2 separate regions of the Mus musculus genome follow, and region 1 is linked to region 2. Evidence: chromatin contacts called from public HiCAR-type data. All regions are on one chromosome and are shown on one strand. The core of a region is the stretch at or near the end of the contact, and the rest is flanking DNA. Distances in the headings are between cores, read along the strand shown.

Evidence for each region. HiCAR-type assays count read pairs that join an accessible place to other places.
Region 1: a contact with region 2 is called in a HiCAR-type map of embryonic stem cells, with 3 times the contacts expected there. The contact joins two enhancer-like sites. A contact is called at or near these places in 1 of 15 datasets of contacts at CTCF or cohesin (the NIH/3T3 cell line) and 3 of 115 datasets of contacts at active chromatin or transcription factors (bone marrow-derived macrophages, embryonic limb bud and embryonic stem cells).

The regions. Positions count from the first base shown.
Region 1 is chr1:72,226,361-72,233,906 of GRCm38.p6, reverse strand. It overlaps Gm25360 (a small nuclear RNA gene), which reads right to left; the gene lies at 7,477-7,546. Among named protein-coding and RNA genes, the nearest start is that of Gm25360, 3.9 kb to the right of the region's middle. Within about 2 kb of position 4,711, at least 18 of the 459 cell types and tissues checked have an H3K27ac peak or open chromatin away from gene starts, as enhancers often do. A contact at or near this core is called in embryonic stem cells, where this site is marked.
Region 2 is chr1:71,528,787-71,535,424 of GRCm38.p6, reverse strand. No RefSeq gene overlaps it. Among named protein-coding and RNA genes, the nearest start is that of Atic, 25 kb to the left of the region's middle. Within about 2 kb of position 3,629, at least 9 of the 459 cell types and tissues checked have an H3K27ac peak or open chromatin away from gene starts, as enhancers often do. A contact at or near this core is called in embryonic stem cells, where this site is marked.

The sequences.
Region 1 (7,546 bases), core at 3,462-5,961, 700 kb before region 2:
TCTAGCTCTGCCTCACTGCCTCTCTGCCTCTCTGCCTCTCTCTGCCTCACTGCCTCTCTGCCTCTCTCTGCCTCACTGCCTCTCTGCCTCTCTCTGCCTCACTGCCTCTCTGCCTCTGCCTCACTGCCTCTCTGCCTCTCTGCCTCTCTCTGCCTCACTGCCTCTCTGCCTCTCTGCCTCTCTCTGCCTCTCTGCCTCTCTGCCTCTGCCTCTGCCTCTCTGCCTCTGCCTCTCTGCCTCTGCCCCTCTTTGACTCTCTGCCTCTCTGCCTCTGCCTCTCTGCCTCTGCCCCTCTTTGACTCACTGCCTCTCTGCCTCTCTGCCTCTGCCCCTCTTTGACTCTCTGCCTCTCTGCCTCTCTGCCTCTGTGCCTCTGCCTCGCTGCCTCTGTGCCTCTGCCTCTCTGCCTCTCTGCCTCTCTGCCTCTCTGCCTCTCTGCCTCTCTCTCTGCCTCTGCAGTGGTAGAATTAAAGGAATGCTACCCCTTCCTACTGACCAGTCATGTCCACTCTTCCATGAAAGCCTCCCTGGGCTCCCAGCTCCTGTGCAAACGGGAGGCAGACATCAGCTCCCACTCGGATCTCCTGCAGATCCCACAGTATGGCTATAGCGGAGTTCTTTGTTGCCTTCCCACTCTTTCTGTTTCAATGCTTCCTGGACCTATTAGACCCCAGCAAATGCATGGGTAATGTGCTGAAAGTAGGTTTCTTGACCGGTGAGAATGTTCAGTGGATACTGACACTTGCTGTACAAATCCAACGCCTGAGTTCTATCCATTGAGTCCCTGTAAAGGCTCCGGGAGAGAACTCCACACAACTCCACACTGCTCTGACCTCCACATGTGTGCATTGGCACATGTGTTCTCCCTCTATCACATACACACACACAATAACAATAAAGTAAAGAGAGGGACTGGTTGGGAGTGGTGGCACACGCCTTTAATCCCGCACTTGGGAGGCAGAGGCAGGCCTGGTCTACAGAGTGAGTTCCAGGATAGCCAGGGCTATACAGAGAGACACTGTCTCAAAAAAACCAAAAAGAAAGAGAGAGAGAGAGAGAGAGAGAGAGAGAGAGAGAGAGAGGGGGGGGGGACCTGGTGCCCTCTGCTGGTTTCTGCAGCTCATAGCATGCAGCAGACGACAAACACATTCACACAAAAATAAATATTTTCTGCTAAAATAATTTAATTTATTATGATTTGATTCGGAACTGAATAAATGGCTCTGCGGTTAAGAACACTGACTGCGGGCTGGTGAGATGGCTCAGTGGTTAAGAGCACCATGGAGCCGGGCGTGGTGGCGCACGCCTTTAATCCCAGCACTCGGGAGGCAGAGGCAGGCGGATTTCTGAGTTCGAGGCCAGCCTGGTCTGCAAAGTGAGTTCCAGGACAGCCAGGGCTATACAGAGAAACCCTGTCTCAAAAAACAAAACAAAACAAAACAACAACAACAAAAAAGAGCACCATGTCTTCTGAAGGTCCTGAGTTCAAATCCCAGCAACCACATGGTAGCTCACAACCATCCTCTTCTGTAGTGTCCAAAGACAGCTACAGTGTACTTACATATTATAAATAAATAAATAAATCTTAAAAAAACGCAGACTGCTCTTCTGAAGGTCCTGAGTTCAAATCCCAGCAACTACATTGTGGCTCACAAGCATCCGTAATGAGATCTGATTATACTGTAATCCTGAATCACATTAATACAGAGTCCTCCTCTGGTGTGTCTGAAGACAGCCACAGTATATGTCTTAGTCAGGGTTTCTATTCCTACACAAACATCATGACCAAGAAGCAAGTTGGGGAGGAAAGGGTTTATTCGGCTTACACTTCCATACTGCTCTTCATCACCAAGGAAGTCAGGACTGGAACTCAAGCAGGTCAGGAAGCAGGAGCTGATGCAGAGGCCATGGAGGGATGTTCTTTACTGGCTTGCCTCCCCTGGCTTGCTCAGCCTGCTCTCTTATAGAACCCAAGACTACCAGCCCAGAGATGGTCCCACCCACAAGGGGATCTCCCACCTTGATCACTAATTGAGAAAATGCCTTGCAGCTGGATCTCGTGGAGGCATTTCCCCAACTGAAGCTCCTTTCTCTGTGATAACTCCAGCCTGTGTCAAATTGACACAAAACTAGCCAGTACGGTGTACTTACATATAAAGAAATCTTTTTTAAAAAAAAATGAACAGGGTGTTATCTCTGTCCTCATTCTCAAACTAGGAATAGCTCAGTCACGAGACTTCAGAAGGAGGCAATGGGACATTAGCAATCTGACCCTTTACCCAAATTTTCTTGTGGACAGTGACAGTGCATCAGGGAATAGCGCCACCGGCTTGGTTTAAGTCCCCAGTTAGCCCTGGGACTTGGTACATGAGGGTTGCTTGAGAAACCCCCCTCTTTGGGTAGTTTTAGCTGCCCTTTCACATATGGGCCCCTCTCCACACACATACTAATTTTTAGATGAAAGTTGTATTTTCTTCATTCAAAACAAAACAAAAAATCCCAAAAACTAGTATATGAAAATTGGATTTTGTGATTTCCCATGATATTCTAACTCTTTTGATTCAGGTCCTTACCCAACCCAACTGAAAAAATCCATAGGCTGCCTTATGTCTCCTACACTTCTGAACAAGTTGTCAGGCTAGGTGCAAGCACCTTTACTTGTAGAGATGTTGGCAGCCCTAGGATCTTCTTGACTGAAGTTAGGTAGTAAAGACGGGGACACAGGCAGATTGCTTGCCTTGCACTTGGCATGCCAGGGTCGTTCAATAGAGCAGTGGTTTCCCAAGCCTTTGGCCAGTTCTGCGTCCTCTGTCCTAACCTCCTTAGCCCCAGCTCTGGCCTCAGGTGCAGCAGCAATCTGCCATCCCAACTCCACACTTGGGGATGTTACACATTCTCTAAGGTATAATCTGTGACTAATTTATATGGTATCCAGGGATGTAGGGAGGCTCCTTCATAGCTGGGGATTCTTGGAAGCTAGGAAGGAGGTGGCAAGTCATGTTGCTGTCAAAGATATGGGAAACTGGAATCTGACATTGTGCAAGAAAGAGCTGGACCATGCTGTCTGTCAATGACTTCCCTCTTTTTTTTGGGGGGGGGGGGTGCGGTCAAGACAGGATTTCTCTGTATAGCCCTGGCTGTCCTGGAATTTATTCTGTAGACCAGGCTGGCCTCAAACTCAGAAATACGCTTACCTCTGCCTCCCACGTGCTGGGATTAAAGGTGTGTGCTACCACTGCCCGGCTGACTTCCCTCTTCTTCTTCAACTACCCCTTATATACAGTTAGAAAGACTAATACTGAATCGAATTAAAATTAAAATAACCCAGCCTCTGGGTAGAATTAATAGTTACATATTCTTCCTAGATTTCTGAAGAACGCCACCCACTTTCCACTTAACTCTTTGCAGATCGCAGTTGTTTTTTTGACCAATTGCCCCTTTGTGTCACCTCCCTTCAGGGCTGTTTATACTACAGCCGACTGAAACTGCTGGGTGGTTATGCAGTTGCATAACTCCAAACAAAAGCATTACCTGCAGGAACCAAGTGGGGGACTCACTGGCCTCAGGAGGTAAACGAAAGGCCACATGCCCCTGAAATGGAAACCTTGGAATAATCATAGGGCCGATACACAGGAGTGTAACCAGACCTGGACAGTTACCGGGGTGGAGACTGACCAGCCAAACGCAGCAAGAAAGGTATGTCCAGACTCTGCAGCTCCCTGCAAGCAGGATAGAGAGCTCTCTTCTGCGGACCCAGCTGCTTTAAAGTTACCCATGCCCCTTGCAAGCTCACCCCTCATCCATACTCCCGATAGAAACTCACTGGTCCAACAGATTGGACATTGGTATGAAGGAATGCAAGGACACAAGCAGGGCTATCTTGTCTGAGTCAACACCATCTGCCCCGAACCTCCCCTCTGTCTACTGCCCCTTGACGCCAGGTAAAGTCATACATCAACCTGGTTGCTATGTGAACAAAGATAAGCCCCCAGCCCACAGGAACAAAGTCCTGATGCCCTTTGGCTGATATGTAATCTTACTGTTAATGTTTGAATGAGCCAATCCCATTCCTTTGTTGAAATTCCTCGCACCCCTATCCCTTTTTCTTCCATAAAAACCCCTAACTTTTGAGCCTCAAGGCCGACCTCTGTTATCTCCTGTGTGGGATGCATGTCGGTCCGGAGCTCCGTCATTAAACTACCTCGTGTAATTACATCAAGGCCTTTTCGTGATTCTTTGGGTGCGCGCCAGATTGGGAATTGAGTAGGGGTTTCCCCACTAGGCTCTATCAGGTGTAGTTATTACTTTGGTCTGTGGTGGGCCCCCTTTCTGGGATGAGTATGAGTTGTGTCTCTTCAGAAAGGTCTGTCAAGCCATAGCTGCTTATGGAGTTGGTTTTCAAGGTCAATTAAAGTGGAAAGGCTCATCCTAAATATGAATGTCACTATTCTCTGTCCTGGAGTTCTGTACTAAATAGAAAGGAGAGAGCAAGCTGAGCTGTAAGAGTTAAAAACTAACTCCCTTGCAAACTGAGGTTAAAACTAAATTACTGTGTAAATAAGAGAAAAACCTAGAAATCAGTAGGACCTTATTCTTAGCCTAAGGATTGTTATTCACAGGAAGTCTAGCCTGCAACCCTAAGGCCAGGATGGTCAGTAGCTGACTCAATCTAAAGTCAGTAATCTAAAGAAAAGATGATCTCAGAGCCTCACCCCTTATTGTGTAATTGTTATGCAAAAATGTTGGCGGGATGCCTGTTGTGTTCCTGTAACCTCGCTTAACCATTGCTTGTTCAGAAAAACAAACCTACAAACCAAGAAACGCCTCAGGCAGCAGACCCCCCCACCCCCCCAGAGTTGACACAATTGTGATTTTTGCCTTGAAAAACTTCAGTCCCTGTCTTCCCTGTCTGCAGCAGCTCTCAGATTGGAAAGGAGGCTGATGCTGCGGCACTGCTGAAAATTTAAAAAAAAAAAAAAATTTTTTTTTTTAAATCTTTTAAATTGAAAGATGTTTTGTTTGGGGCCGGGGGGTTGGGTGTGGGGGTGTGTCTTTCCTTAGTGGTTCCGAATTCCCACAACAAAGCATTCATGGTTGCTTCTGCCTCGGGTTTCTGCCGCCAAAATCAAATAACCATGCCCTCCAAACTGAGTCAATGTTGCAACTCCGAGGAACATGCCAAACAGCGGACAGAAAAGGATGGCTTATGTAATTCTATATCCTATCAATTTGGCATATGCTACCACAAGTAGTTCCTCACACCTGTGCAGAGCAGTTACAGGAGTTGATTTGGCTTTGATAGCATGGTTGGACCCGATGTGTGTATGCGTATCACACACACACACACACACACACACACACACACACACACACATATATATATATATATATATATATATATGATCTATTATATACTGCAGTTATATATTATATATAATCTTGCAGTTAAACACGGTGTAGAAAGAATGTAGGAGATCTGGACTGCCTTTTTGTCTTCCCAGGACCTTGCCTCTTGGGCTTACAGATGAATTTCTTTAGGAAACCATCTCCTTCTGCACTTAGTCCAAGGTCTCCCTTCTTTTCCTGCCTCTCACTCCATCTTCTCCCGAACACTGAGTACATGGATGGCACTTGCACCCACTAAGAAGCCAGGTTCCTTTGTCCGCACAGTCCATTACGTCTGTTGTTGGCCAACAAGGGTCAAGCTCAGGTCTGCTGATTGAGTGGCGGGGAAGGAGGCATTCTGTGTGTTAACAGAAAATACGTACAACCTAGAGCTTTCTCCCCAGGCTGGAAACAGTTCAGCCTTGTATTTTTCTAGGGTCCATGTCAAGTTGTGTAAAACCAGGATTATTTAATGGGGTGGGGAGTGGGAGATAGGATCTTACTATGTATTATTCCAGGCTGGCCTGCAACTCTATCATCAGTAGACCAAACCAGTTTTGAACTCACAGGAAACTGCCCGCCTCTGCCTCCTGAGAGATGGGCTTGGGACACTCCTATTTGTCTCCAACCAGTAACCAGGGCCTTGAGCGTATATGACAATCTGAGCTCTTGTAGTTGAGTGAATACTTGTTTGGAAGCATGGGAGACCTGAAATTACAGGACATGTGACCAACAAGACAATGCAGGCAAGAGCACCAAATGACTGAAAAATACTAGCATCATCACAGCGTGTACCGCATGTATGTGGCCTGCCGTCAGTGGGACTGCATTTTTGTCCATCCTGTTTTGTAGCTAGCTCACAGTCAGTATGTACCTGGAAATGGTGCTTTGGTATTAGCTCTTAACTTGTCCTCTGCACATACCACTATCCCACTTTTATTGAGTTTTTCTCTTTTTTTTTTTTTTTTTTTATTTATTCATTTATTTATTTATTTATTACGTATTTTCCTCAATTACATTTCCAATGCTATCCCAAAAGTCCCCCATACCCTCCCCCCCGAGTTTTTCTCTTTAAACTTGGATTTATTGTGGTGTGTGTGTGTGTTCACGGGTGGTTTGGGCATGTTTATTTACTTACAAAACACTGTGAGCTCCCAACTGAGTATTGGGACCTGAAGCATGGGGGACCTGAAATTACAGGGATCTCTGGGAGAACAGCCAGTTCTCTGAATCCTAACATTCTTTGACAGGTGTCAAAAAGTTTTAAGACTGTAACAGGGACTGGAGAGATGGGTCAGGTTCAGAGCTGCTCTTCCAGAGGTCCTGAGTTCAATTTCCAGCAACCACATAGTGTCTCAGAACCACTTATAAAGAAATCTGGTGCTCTCTTCTGGCCTACAGGTATACATGCAGGAAGAATGCTATATACATAATAAATACATAAATCTTAAAAAAAAAAAAAAGACCATGAGGGGGAAACCCCTAGAAATTAGGAGGCTAAGGCAGGTATAAATACGCACAGCTTTCCCTGACATATACTGCCAGTATAGAACTCACCTGAAGTCAGTAAAGAACCCACTCCTATGGCTGTGTGCCCACAAACACACTACGCATATGCATACACAGAAAGCTATTTTTAAAAAATTGACTTTCAAAAGTTTTAGTAAATACTAGAGTTTTTGACACCACCAGCTGGTTCCTTAGTCAAGGGTGTTAGATACAACAGTCATTAGGTGCTTTGTGTTACGCCAAGCTGGAACTTGCACATCATAATAATAATCTTGACTACAAAGGATACAGATAATAACACTAGAAGCTCAGAGTTTTATTAGGTACTCAAATACTACAAAAGATAAAGACTAGAAACGTATTTTATTTGGTTTTCCAAAACAGGGTTCCTCAGCGTAACCCTGGCTATCCTGGAACTCACTGTAGAGCAGGTTGGCCTCAGAACTCAGAAATTCACCTGCCTCTCAAGTATTAGGGCTCTGAAAAGATGCTTCTAAAGTTAGCCCCAAATCAAACAAACCTTTGGAAGACAAAGGGAAAACGAGTAATTAGCTCTAATTTTAAACAAATATTATTCCCCTGAGGGGGTGCACCGTTCCTGGAGGTACTGCAATACCAGATCGATGCGTGGAGTGGACGGAGCAAGCTCCTA
Region 2 (6,638 bases), core at 2,380-4,879:
GTATCTTATATCGTGGGTATCCTAGGTTTTGGGCTAGTATCCACTTATCAGTGAGTACATATTGTGTGAGTTCCTTTGTGATTGTGTTACCTCACTCAGGATGATGCTCTCCAGGTCCATCCATTTGGCTAGGAATTTCATAAATTCATTCTTTTTAATAGCTGAGTAGTACTCCATTGTGTAGATGTACCACATTTTCTGTATCCATTCCTCTGTTGAGGGGCATCTGGGTTCTTTCCAGTTTCTGGCTATTATAAATAAGGCTGCTATGAACATAGTGGAGCATGTGTCCTTCTTACCAGTTGGGGCTTCTTCTGGATATATGCCCAGGAGAGGTATTGCTGGATCCTCCGGTAGTACTATGTCCAATTTTCTGAGGAACCGCCAGACTGATTTCCAGAGTGGTTGTACAAGCCTGCAATCCCACCAACAATGGAGGAGTGTTCCTCTTTCTCCACATCCTCGCCAGCATCTGCTGTCACCTGAATTTTTGATCTTAGCCATTCTCACTGGTGTGAGGTGGAATCTCAGGGTTGTTTTGATTTGCATTTCCCTAATGATTAAGGATGTTGAACATTTTTTCAGGTGCTTCTCTGCCATTCGGTATTCCTCAGGTGAGAATTCTTTGTTCAGTTCTGAGCCCCATTTTTTAAGGGGGTTATTTGATTTTCTGAGGTCCACCTTCTTGAGTTCTTTATATATGTTGGATATTAGTCCCCTATCTGATTTAGGATAGGTAAAGATCCTTTCCCAGTCTGTTGGTGGTCTTTTTGTCTTATAGACAGTGTCTTTTGCCTTGCAGAAACTTTGGAGTTTCATTAGGTCCCATTTGTCAATTCTCGATCTTACAGCACAAGCCATTGCTGTTCTGTTCAGGAATTTTTCCCCTGTGCCCATATCTTCAAGGCTTTTCCCCACTTTCTCCTCTATAAGTTTCAGTGTCTCTGGTTTTATGTGAAGTTCCTTGATCCACTTAGATTTGACCTTAGTACAAGGAGATAAGTATGGATCGATTCGCATTCTTCTACATGATAACAACCAGTTGTGCCAGCACCAATTGTTGAAAATGCTGTCTTTCTTCCACTGGATGGTTTTGGCTCCCTTGTCGAAGATCAAGTGACCATAGGTGTGTGGGTTCATTTCTGGGTCTTCAATTCTATTCCATTGGTCCACTTGTCTGTCTCTATACCAGTACCATGCAGTTTTTATCACAATTGCTCTGTAGTAAAGCTTTAGGTCAGGCATGGTGATTCCACCAGAGGTTCTTTTATCCTTGAGAAGAGTTTTTGCTATCCTCGGTTTTTTGTTATTCCAGATGAATTTGCAAATTGCTCCTTCTAATTCGTTGAAGAATTGAGTTGGAATTTTAATGGGGATTGCATTGAATCTGTAGATTGCTTTTGGCAAGATAGCCATTTTTACAATGTTGGTCCTGCCAATCCATGAGCATGGGAGATCTTTCCATCTTCTGAGATCTTCTTTAATTTCTTTCTTCAGGGACTTGAAGTTTTTATCATACAGATCTTTCACTTCCTTCGTTAGAGTCACGCCGAGATATTTTATATTATTTGTGGCTATTGAGAAGGGTGTTGTTTCCCTAATTTCTTTCTCAGCCTGTTTATTCTTTGTGTAGAGAAAGGCCATTGACTTGTTTGAGTTAATTTTATATCCAGCTACTTCACCGAAGCTGTTTATCAGGTTTAGGAGTTCTCTGTTGGAATTTTTAGGGTCACTTATATATACTATCATATCATCTGCAAAAAGTGATATTTTGACTTCCTCTTTTCCAATTTGTATCCCCTTGATCTCCTTTTGTTGTCGAATTGCTCTGGCTAATACTTCAAGTACTATGTTGAAAAGGTAGGGAGAAAGTGGGCAGCCTTGTCTAGTCCCTGATTTTAGTGGGATTGCTTCCAGCTTCTCTCCATTTACTTTGATGTTGGCTACTGGTTTGCTGTAGATTGCTTTTATCATGTTTAGGTATTGGCCTTGAATTCCTGATCTTTCCAGAACTTTTATCATGAATGGGTGTTGGATCTTGTCAAATGCTTTTTCTGCATCTAACGAGATGATCATGTGGTTTTTGTCTTTGAGTTTGTTTATATAATGGATTACATTGATGGATTTTCGTATATTAAACCATCCCTGCATCCCTGGAATAAAACCTACTTGGTCAGGATGGATGATTGCTTTAATGTGTTCTTGGATTCGGTTAGCGAGAATTTTATTAAGAATTTTTGCATCGATGTTCATAAGAGAAATTGGTCTGAAGTTCTCTATCTTTGTTGGATCTTTCTGTGGTTTAGGTATCAGAGTAATAGTGGCTTCATAAAATGAGTTGGGTAGAGTACCTTCTACTTCTATCTTGTGAAAAAGTTTGTGCAGAACTGGAGTTAGATCTTCTTTGAAGGTCTGATAGAACTCTGCACTAAACCCATCTGGTCCTGGGCTTTTTTTGGCTGGGAGACTATTAATAACTGCTTCTATTTCTTTAGGGGATATGGGACTGTTTAGAAGGTCAACTTGATCCTGATTCAACTTTGGTACCTGGTATCTGTCCAGAAATTTGTCCATTTCGTCCAGGTTTTCCAGTTTTGTTGAGTATAGCCTTTTGTAGAAGGATCTGATGGTGTTTTGGATTTCTTCAGGATCTGTTGTTATGTCTCCCTTTTCATTTCTGATTTTGTTAATTAGGATTTTGTCCCTGTGCCCTTTAGTGAGTCTAGCTAAGGGTTTATCTATCTTGTTGATTTTCTCAAAGAACCAACTCCTCGTTTGGTTAATTCTTTGAATAGTTCTTCTTGTTTCCACTTGGTTGATTTCACCCCTGAGTTTGATTATTTCCTGCCGTCTACTCCTCTTGGGTGAATTTGCTTCCTTTTTTTCTAGAGCTTTTAGATGTGTTGTCAAGCTGCTAGTATGTGCTCTCTCCCGTTTTTTCTTGAAGGCACTCATAGCTATGAGTTTCCCTCTTAGAAATGCTTTCATTGTGTCCCAAAGGTTTGGGTACGTTGTGGCTTCATTTTCATTAAACTCTAAAAAGTCTTTAATTTCTTTCTTTATTCCTTCCTTGACCAAGGTATCATTGAGAAGAGTGTTGTTCAGTTTCCATGTGAATGTTGGCTTTCTGTTATTTATTTTGTTATTGAAGATCAGCCTTAGTGCATGGTGATCTGATAGGATACATGGGACAATTTCAATATTTTTGAATCTGTTGAGGCCTGATTTGTGACCTATTATGTGGTCAATTTTGGAGAAGGTACCATGAGGTGCTGAGAAGAAGGTATATCCTTTTGTTTTAGGATAAAATGTTCTGTAGATATCTGTCAGATCCATTTGTTTCATCACTTCTGTTAGTTTCAGTGTGTCCCAGAAATGAAGTTTAAGAAGGTCTGCTGACACACTGATTCTTCTCTGTGCATTCTTTACGGAATGAACTCTTGAAGTTGTTCTACAAAAACCTTAAGCATCATTAGCAAAAGCCAACTTAAGTGTACGAGGTGTGATCCCAGAACGCACCGCCACTAGGGTGCAGCAAAGGTTCTTCCTTAGGGCATGAGCTAGTTAGGACTTCAAAGTTCAAGGTGAGCCAACTCTGCCTTCTGTGACTCACTCTCTTGCTACGTCCCCAGGAGGGGCATCTGCTCCTAGCTTGCTCTTCATATGCAGAAATAGAGTGTAGATGAAGCTCCAGGAAACAGTCCTGGGACTGTAGGGCTGATCCGGTCCTTCCTGGCGCTAAGGTTTGTGCTTGGATAAATAGGAACAGAGAGCTAATGGTGATGAGACACCAGCTCAGAGCTTTCAGCTGTAAAAAAATACCTATTGGCATCTTAAATCTTAGTATGCAACATTGATTTTATAGCTATGTTTTAATTTTGAGATTTTTTTTTTTGGAGAGGTTGGGAAGAGGCGTAATAAAACACACTAATTTTAAGTTGCATCTAATTTTAGAAAATTAAAATACAAAAACATGTTTCAGAAATTTAATAAAATAGTGTATACAAGTAATTCAAAAAGCCATGCTCTCTCTCTCTCTCTCTTTCTCTCTCTGTGTGTGTCTGTCAGTCTTTTAGAGAATGCAGTTCTTGGACGAGAGTCTACATGCTTATGCCTTTGATCTTGTGTCTTCCTAACTATTCCTCTTCTTTGCCCACTTTGAAATGCACTCAGCTTCTAATGCATTTCCTTAAGGCCAGACAATGCTCAGTTGAAATGTCAGAGAAAAGTTTACCAGATAGTTTCTAACACATTAGCAAAGCTAGAAGAGCATCCAGAGTTTTCCTTTCTTTTTCAAATGATTTAGAATCTTTTCTTTTTAATTAAAAAGAGGGTCAAGTTCAATTTTAGGTGAAATAGTAATGGTGATGAGGAGAAGGGGCCTTGGACCATCTCTCAGTAATACAGTGGGGTGGATGTATACGCCACTCTCACAATGAGTCAGCTCTTTCTTGCCCTGTATATTTCCATGTGCCAATGATGACCAGGCAGTTTTCAATCGGGGGAGTATGACTGTTGTGACCAGCATTTTTGAAAGGCTGAGAAATGGTGGGCTAATATTAAAATGAAGGAAATGGATTAGATCTAAAAGGTTTATTCATTCAACAAGCATTTTAGGACATCTACTATGTATCTTACATTAAATTACTTCTGAGAACATTAAGATAAGAGGGAGATAGAGTTCGGGCAGAAACAAAGCAGAGCGAGTAAGAAAACCCTTTCCCAAAATATCTGTTAGGACAGAGTCAACATTATGCAAAGTGGATGTCAGTTGCTTGTCAAAAAGAGTTTTTCTTCTGTCTTCCTTATACAGACACACCGTGGTGAGACACCTTTTTGTTTTTTTTAAACAAATGTTGCATTATTGGTTCACTTGATAACTATGAAATGATTACTCAGAAAACCATGGAAATCAATAAAACTGGGTTTATGAAATCAATAAAACTGGGTTTGTGGGGCAAGCAACACCAAACAGTGCCAAGTGGTGGTCACTGTGTAGTACCTGGTGTTTGTGTAGTTCTGCCTCACTGGAACACTGTCCATTAGTGTAAACAGTAATGCAGAAGTGATGAGGTGGCCCAGGGTCTCATTTACTCTGCCCCTCTCTTGGATCAGTAGCTCAGGAAGTGCCAGGTACAACTCTGTGAACAGAACTACAGGTTGGTCCCAGTGATCGTAAACTGGTTTCCAGCCAACAACCATGAAGGCAAGCTTGGAAACAGATTTCATTCTTATTCCATTCATCAGGTGAGGGCATCATAGATATTTTTCTATTTGTGATCTCTTTTTGCCTGAAAAATTCTTATGTAATTTTGGGTTAATAGTTATATAAAATAGCTGCACATGTCAACATTTACTATGATCAGTCAATTAAAACAGTTCTTTGGTATATGAGTAATTTGTTGAAGGTAAAAGAAAGTTTACTAATCAGAAGAATTCATTTGTTCTTATGTAAAAAGTTAAACCTTGGCTGAATATTTGATATAGCAGAATATGTAAAGAACAAAGCAAAAAAGAAAATCCTTTCCAAAAATATTTATAAGCTAAAGACAAGTCCAACATTATACAAAATGAAAGCATCTTAAATGTCTTTCAGAGTTGATCAGTAGTTTGGTTTTATAGTTGCTATGACTGAGAATTTTATTTTACATAAAAGCATAGCACAAAATGTCAGAAGTCTGTTTCAGGTCATTTGAGGAAATGAAATTCTGCTCTAATCCCTAGCTGAAATTAACAAAACTTTAAACAAGATTCATAGCAGTTTTAGAAAAGGCACCATTCTACTATAGCATAATCTGAAGATGGACGAATTTGATTGGAGGACCGATAGCAGGAAGCTATAATTCCCATAGTTACGCCATCATGTTTCCACGAGAGGAGAAAACTGCGTGTGTACCGTAGCCACTGTACCTAAGACCGTCCGATAGTCCTGACTCTGAGCCCATGTGCTCCATCTGTTAGCACTGCATGGCATGACAGCATGCACAGTGCAAGGCACACACACGTTAGGACTTCAGGATCGAGGCTGGGGTGAGGTTGTATGGTACAACGCAGGACAGCAACACCAGAAATGCCTTACACCCATTACATATTTGATCCTGAGCTAATTTTTGGTGTTGCATGCCCAGAAACCGTTTACTACTGCCAAAGTTTCCATGCCCCTAAATAGGAGGTTATACAACTCGTACTGGGCTTTGAGCCATGGTCTAATAAGCTGTCTTTTAGGTGAGCTCAGTCTCTGCTGACAGTTCTCACTACAACCTCAGGAAGTCCCTTCAGCCAGGTCCTTAGGTAAGCTTCTCCTGGGCTTGGGACTCATAAAAACTGTGAGGTAATAAACATTAGTTGTTCGAGCTTCTACATTTGGAAGAACTTTGTTACACAGCTGGTTCGGGTTTGAAATGATGTCACAGTGGGAACATATAGATGTGGTAGAGTATTCTTACAATTAGGCATTCTTACAATTACAGTTATGCATGACTTATTCACAAACAACACGACTGACTCTGATCTAAACATTTTTTTTTTTAATTCACAACACGTGTTGAACGTAAGTCTAACTTGGTAATGGGGCAGAGGCAGAGACCACTTATTTTCTGTTCTTAATTACAAGCCTATTTCCCATTTTTTTTTCTAAT